Regions from separate parts of the Sus scrofa genome. Here region 1 is linked to region 2. Evidence: chromatin contacts called from public HiChIP or PLAC-seq data. All regions are on one chromosome and are shown on one strand. Each heading gives the region's core, a stretch centred on a gene start, on an enhancer-like site or on the middle of the called end of the contact. The rest is flanking DNA. Distances are from core to core; before and after follow the strand shown. Region 1 overlaps LOC106504720 (a long non-coding RNA gene). Region 2 has its middle 82 kb from the start of IL15.

The links. HiChIP or PLAC-seq counts read pairs in DNA pulled down with a chosen protein or histone mark.
Region 1: a contact with region 2 is called in an H3K27ac HiChIP or PLAC-seq map of skeletal muscle, with 7 times the contacts expected there. The contact joins two enhancer-like sites. A contact is called at or near these places in 1 of 47 Hi-C or Micro-C datasets (epiblast stem cells) and 1 of 2 datasets of contacts at active chromatin or transcription factors (skeletal muscle).

The regions. Positions count from the first base shown.
Region 1 is chr8:86,071,755-86,075,189 of Sscrofa11.1, forward strand. LOC106504720 (a long non-coding RNA gene) reads right to left here. Exons shown (of 4, transcript XR_001298412.2): 2 at 795-875. Among named protein-coding and RNA genes, the nearest start is that of RNF150, 14 kb to the right of the region's middle. Within about 2 kb of position 1,712, at least 14 of the 83 cell types and tissues checked have an H3K27ac peak or open chromatin away from gene starts, as enhancers often do. A contact at or near this core is called in skeletal muscle, where this site is marked.
Region 2 is chr8:85,594,544-85,597,769 of Sscrofa11.1, forward strand. No RefSeq gene overlaps it. Among named protein-coding and RNA genes, the nearest start is that of IL15, 82 kb to the right of the region's middle. Within about 2 kb of position 1,463, at least 2 of the 83 cell types and tissues checked have an H3K27ac peak or open chromatin away from gene starts, as enhancers often do. A contact at or near this core is called in skeletal muscle, where this site is marked.

The DNA.
Region 1 (3,435 bases), core at 462-2,961, 480 kb after region 2:
ACGCTTAGGTTTCATTCTCTTAAAGTTTCTCTACTTTGCAGAAAACTAAGATTTTCTTCCACATAATAATTTGATTTTTGTTGCCACTTCAATTATATTTTGTATCATCTCAACATAGCTATTTTGAAATGTAATGATAAAGAAAAAATGTCCTATAATAACTAAGAATTTCTCCCTTTTCCCCTAAAAAAAATTTAAAAATTAAAAATTAAAAAAAAATTAAAAGAGGAGTTCCTGTCATGGCTCAGTGGTTAACGAATCCAACTAGGAACCATGAAGTTGTGGGTTCGATCCCTGGCCTTGCTCTGTGGGTTGAGGATCCGGCGTTGCCGTGAGCTGTGGTGTAGGTTGCAGACGCGGCTTGGATCCCGCGTTGCTATGGCTGTGGTGTAGGCCGGTGGCTACAGTTCCCATTAGACCCCTAGCCTGGGAACCTCCATATGCCATGGGAGCGGCCCTACAAAAGGCAAAAAGACCAAAAAAATAAAACAAAATAAAAGATTTATGGGAAGCAACCTCCCCACCCCTTTTGGAGGCGCTGTTCTTGCATTTGCATGTGACACCTGGAGTTTCTGCAGCTGTCTGTGACTGTGAGAGGAGACATTGATGACACCCTGAAGGTGGCACAGCAGACAGGTAGAAAGCATCTGAGAGCTTGAGATCAGAGTTAAACTTTGGCTTTGCCAACCTCAGAACTATCTACCGTTGGACTTCTTGTAACGTGAGATATGAAGCACATTGTTTTTTAAGCCATTTTTAGTTGAGAACTCTGTTACGTGCAGCTGAAGTGTTACACATCCCATAAGGTGTTGCCACTCTCAAGGTCTCTAGGCTTCAAAATGTCTGGACTTGGTGGATTCCTTTCTTTGAATCATCTACAAAACATACTCAGAGAGTTATAGTTAAACCTAATCTATCCCATCGTTTTCTTACTAGTGGAGCAACAGACAAAAGGGGAAATTTTATGAAGGAGAAGATACTAGTAAAATATCTGTTGGATGAGGATGACATCGCCCAGCCTTTGCTTTTGTGAAAAGGCGCGCAGTTCCTATTTCCTGCCACGATGTACCAGGCATAGAGGCTGTTACTTCTACCCACATATAGGCTCATTGAGAGAATTAGATGGAAACGTGAGTCTGAAACCTCGATTCTCACTGGGTAAGGGTTTCCCTCTTTTCCTGCTCTCTACCAACTTATACCCTCTCATCCATCAAACCTCATGGAGAACTCACCTTCTCACACGAGCTCTCCCCAGATTAAACTGATCGGTTCGTTTGGGTCCCCTTGGCACTCAAGACTAGGGTCTGAGTTTAGGTACCACTGCTAAGTTTTCTGCTGCATGTGGGCCTATGCCACTCTCTAGTCTCACACCAGGATTGCAGAGAAGTCAAGCAAGGCAGAGATGTCAGCCTCCGCTTCCTTGTGAGTATGGGCGTTCTCTGACTCCTCCACCCTATCCACCCCCCAACATTTAGCCTTCAGACCTAAACATAGTCCACTGCCCAATGATTGCCAAGAACCGCCTGCCTTAGCGACCCTGCTAACACAACAGTGCCGAGCTCCACAGACCGGCTGAGGACAGTGACCTGGCTCTTTAATATGCAGGCTGCGAAGTTCCTCTTTTGCTTTATAAAAGCCACTTCCTCTCCCCGAGTGGGGAGGATCTGGTTACTTGTGCGGGGAGAAGCTGGAGTGGGGCCAGAGAGCTGATAGCACTATCACCCGGAAACAGAGTCCTGCTCCATGTCAACAGTCAGGACAGACCTTCCCTTGTCATGTACTTGCTGGACATTCTTGAAATGACTCATGTAATAGCCAAAGACTGAATAAGTGCCTTTTATGTGCCTGGAACCGTTCTAAGTGCTTTTGCGGTGCTTGAATAATTTAGTCACAATTTTTGCATTTAACCATCACAGCACATTGAGGAGATAGGTATGATAATGATCTCTGTTTTCCTTCTGGGGAAACAGAGGCACAGAGACATGAGGAAACCTGCCCAGGGCCAGGTGACCAGTAAGTGGCTGATCTGGGTGTCAACCTGGGACGACCTCACTCCAGAGCCTGCACGCTTCCCCACGCATGAAGCCACTGTGAGTGCTTGGTGCCACTGCTCCCCCCATTCATGCCTGATCTGTTCAAAAGGCATGGATGAGCACCTACTGTGTGCAAAGAGCAGGTGGGTTGAAGACACGTTAGACACCATCTCTGCTGTAAGCAACACCACCGTCCAGTTGGGAAACCAATTGAAAAATAGGTAAGGGAGACCCTGCATCTTCCAGACTGGTCTTAATAGGCTGTCAATCACCTGTCCACCATCTTCTATTGCAATAGGTCAGGGCTCAATGAAGATTTTTTTTTTTTTTTTTTTTTTACAATATTTCCTTGCTGGATATATTAGTTTGTCAGAGCTCCCAAAACAGAGACTGGATGGCTTTCAACAACAGAAGTTTATCTTCTCACAGTTCTGGGAGCTAGAAGTTCAAAGTTAAGGGGTCAGCAAGGCTGGTTTCTTCTGAGGACTCTCTCTTTGGCTTATAGACAGCTGTCCTCACCCTGTGTCTCCCCGTGGTCTTCCCTCCATGCCCATGGCCAAACATCCTCTTCTTAGAAGGACACCAGTCCAATTGGCTTAGGGCTCAATCTAAAGACCTCATTTTAACTTAGTTACCCCTTTTTGGTACCTTTTTTTTAAATCAAAATATAGTTAATTTACAATGTTGTGCCAATTTCTGCTGCACAGCCAAGTGACCCAGTTATATGAATATACACATTCTTTCCCTCATATCATCCCCCGTCCTGGCCTATCCCAAGACTAGACCCAGTTCCCCGTGCTGTACGGTAGGATCTCATTGCCCATCCATTCTAAATGTTACCTACCTCTTTAAAGAGCCTTTTTCCAAATAGTCACCTTCCTAGGTACTGGGGGTTAGAACTCCAATATCTGAATTTGAGGGGGCTATAACTCAGCCCATTGCAATGTATTAACTTCCCCTTTCTACCAACTTCTCCAAAAAGGACTCTGACATCTTTAATGACTGTAAACCTCCAGCACTTGTAAGAATTAAAAACCTTTCTCGCTTGAGGCAGGGAAAGAAGCACATAATTATGTGTACTGCAAGCAAAGTGTGTAATTAAGAAGTTGTAAATGACTCCTGAGGACAAGCTTTTGGTTATGCAAAGACACTACCTAGAATCGCTTTCATAGGCTGATTCAACATTCTTCTCATCACAAGATATTACACATATGTGTACCTCGAAATGAAGTTTATCCTAATCACAAAAAAATAGGTCCAATTTTCCCTTTTTATCTCCCAGAGGTGGTTAGTATATCTCAAACATCTTCTGGGGCAGGATAACATGAAAAGTTGGTCCTTAGAATGAGGATAAAGTAAACAAAAGGGTTGAGAAGATCTTATTCAATGATTCATAGTAAGA
Region 2 (3,226 bases), core at 213-2,712:
GTGGCTCTGGCGTAGACCGGTGGCTATGGCTCCGATTCGATCCCTAGCCTGGGAACCTCCATATGCCGCAGGGGCGGCCCAAGAAATAGCAAAAAAGACAAAAAAAAAAAAAAAAAGAATGTTACATAAATGGAATCATAAAAAATGCAACTTTCTAGGACTGGCCTTTTTTTTCTACTCATCATAATTCTTTGGCGATTCACCCAGATTGGGGCATGTATCAATAGCTCATTTCCTTTTGTTGCTGAGTAGAATTCCATGGTTTGGATATTTTGCAGTTTGTTTAACAATTGAAGGACATCTGGTTGTTTGCAGTTTTTAGCTATTAAGATAAAGCTGTTATAAACATTCCTGGACAGGTTTTTGCATGAATATATTTCCATTTCTCTTAGATAAATGTCCTGAAGTACAATCTCTAGGTTATATGGTAATGTTTTATTTATTTATTTGTTTTTAGGAAACTGCCAAATTGGTTTTCAGAGTGACTTCTTACATTCCCAGTAACAATGTGTGAGTGATCCAGTTTCTCCACATCCCCACCAGCATTTGGTATTGTCATGCTTCTATTTTAGTCCTTCTGATGGGTGATTAGTGATTCTTATTGTGGTTTTATTTTGCATTTCCCCAGTGGCTAATGACAGTGAACAAGTTGTCATGTGCTTACTTGCCATCTGGTTGCCCTGTGCGGTGACATGAATCTTCCTGACTCTTGCTCTATTTTTAACCGAATTATTTGAATTTTCACTGTTGATTTGTCGTATTCTAGATATTCATCTCATAATCTAGATACTAGTCCTTTGTTAGATATATAATTTCCAAATATTTTCTGCCAATCTGTGGCTTGTCTTTTCATTTAAAAAAAAAAAATCTTGCTTTTTTATCCAATCTGCCACTCTGTGTCTTTTGATTGGAGCATTCAGTCTATTGACATTTAAGGTGATTCTTGATAGATATGTATTTATTGCCATTTTAAACCTTGCTTTCCAAGCATGATAATGGGAGAAAAAAAGAATGTACACATGTATGTGTACACATGTATGTGTCACTGGGTCACCATGCTCTACAGTAGAAAAAAAATTGTATTGGGGAAATAACAATAAAATTTTTTTTTTTTAAATCTTGGAATAATAGTCATTCCGAAAATGACCACTAAAGACTTGAGAGCAACCTTCTTTTCCCCTTTTCATCATAAAGACTTGAGCACCTATTTGCATAAAATATTCTACTGATCTTGGAGGTGATCTTCAATATTAAAATAAGTGAAGTTACAGAGATTATTGTCAAGGGTCACAGATAATTTTAGCACTTCAGCGACAAAATAAAAAGGTACCCTTGGGAGGCCCTTTATTTATATTAGAAGGAACTACATTGATAAAACATCTTCTTGGGAAAACTCTGTACTGGGCAAAGGGACAAAAAGGCCAAGCATTAGATCTGGATATTTAAAAGCTGTGAGCTTAGCAAAACAATGTAAAACTGTGCTTCAGACTGAGTTGTTGAATGTCATAGGCATGGGACATGCTGGATGGTTACTGAGGTTAATGTTAATATTTTTATCTTGGCCTGGGGCCAAGTAAAACTGTTTCAAGCTTTGGATTAAGAGCTGTTCAAAAAGAGGCCTCATTGTTATTGTCGTTTTTCTAATTTGTGGTTAAGATGAGTGAGACATGGAAACTATCAACAAACTGAGAACTGAGAAAAAAGACCCACAGAAGGAAACACTCAAAGGAATGGGTATTGGCTTAAGATATGGGAATATTACAGCATGATAGCCAGCTTTAAATTTTCTATTAATGGGTCCATTATTATTATTGTTATTGTTGTTGTTGTTAAGCCCACAATACAGTTTCATTAAGTCTCCAGCTTGATATGAGTGATTAGGGCAGGGTGGAATTAATGTGGGAGTTATTCCTGTTCCTGAAATATCGGCTACCTCTGTCACTAATGCCAAATAGAAACGTAGAGACAGAGTTGGAGGAAACTGAAGCTTTAATTGCCAGGCAAAAAGAGAACACAGCAGGCCGGTGCCTCAAGGACTGTGCCTCCCACTTCAGGAGGTAGTCTTACGGTGAGGAGTCTTAGTTCAAGAACCAGGGCATGATCAGCTCACATACATCCTTCTAATTGTTTGGTAGTGAGGTGACTGGGAGTCAGCATCATCAACCTTATGGTTCCAGCTGATCTGGGGTCCCATGCTTGTGGGCAGCAGTTAACTTCTTCCACCCAGCAGGGCCTTTAGCACCTGCAAAAAGGCTCCAAGCATGTGCCTTAGAATATTAGCTGTATTCCTTGAGGAAGAGCTAAAGTTTCCTTGACTTTGGTGAATGGATAAACTATTATTATTTTGTCTTGTTTGTTTTCCTTTTTCTCTGCCTGTCTCATTTCCCTGATTAAATTGATTCTTTGACTAAAGTTTTTCTACAGACAAAAGGCAGGCGGAGGACAGGAGTGGGGGTCTATTCTGGGAAGGACGCACAGCGTCCTGCTCAGTTGCATTCCTCCTACAGAGCAAAGCTTTGCAGAGTGCGAAAAACTGCCCAGAGTTTCAGGTACATCGTCCCAGGAGTGATCACCAGAGAAGTTTACAGATGGAGCCAGAACAAGAGAGCCAAGTAAAGAAGAGCTGGTGTTACCTGCATTGGCACACAGATTGTCATTCTGTTCCTTGGAAGGGAGGGAGGGAGGGAAAGTCCCCCTAAAGTCCAAAGACAGGTTTTCAGGTCATACCTCCTTTTGCATATAATGTGATGTTACCATTTTAGCAATTTGGACCATATCTCATTTCTATTACCCAGCCAGAGCAGCTCCCAGAAAACTACAAGCCCTTTTCAAAGGTCACAGCATTGAGGTAACTGTTCTTTTACATATTTAAGAGTGAAAAAGAATTCTAATTGCAAATGGAAAGCTATTTTTAAAGATTCAAGCTTTTCATCTTTTGAGATGGAAAAAAAAAAAAAACAACATTACATTGTTTGTTTTCTGCTCTTCTCTTGACTTTGGGATTTCTGCCAAATATTTCTTTCCTGTTAGCTTTCGGGAAATCAGGACCTGGATTTGTGATTGTTTGTGCTACCCTCTCAAACATGCTGGCCTGATTAAATATATATAAGAATTATGAGAAAAGCAGCCTTTCATTATTATCAATGTAAGGGTTTCCTGAGAAATAGTCAGGGTTCATCTGTGGAATGTGGAAGGTGATACTGGTCCTTAAGCAGGTGTAGAAAGG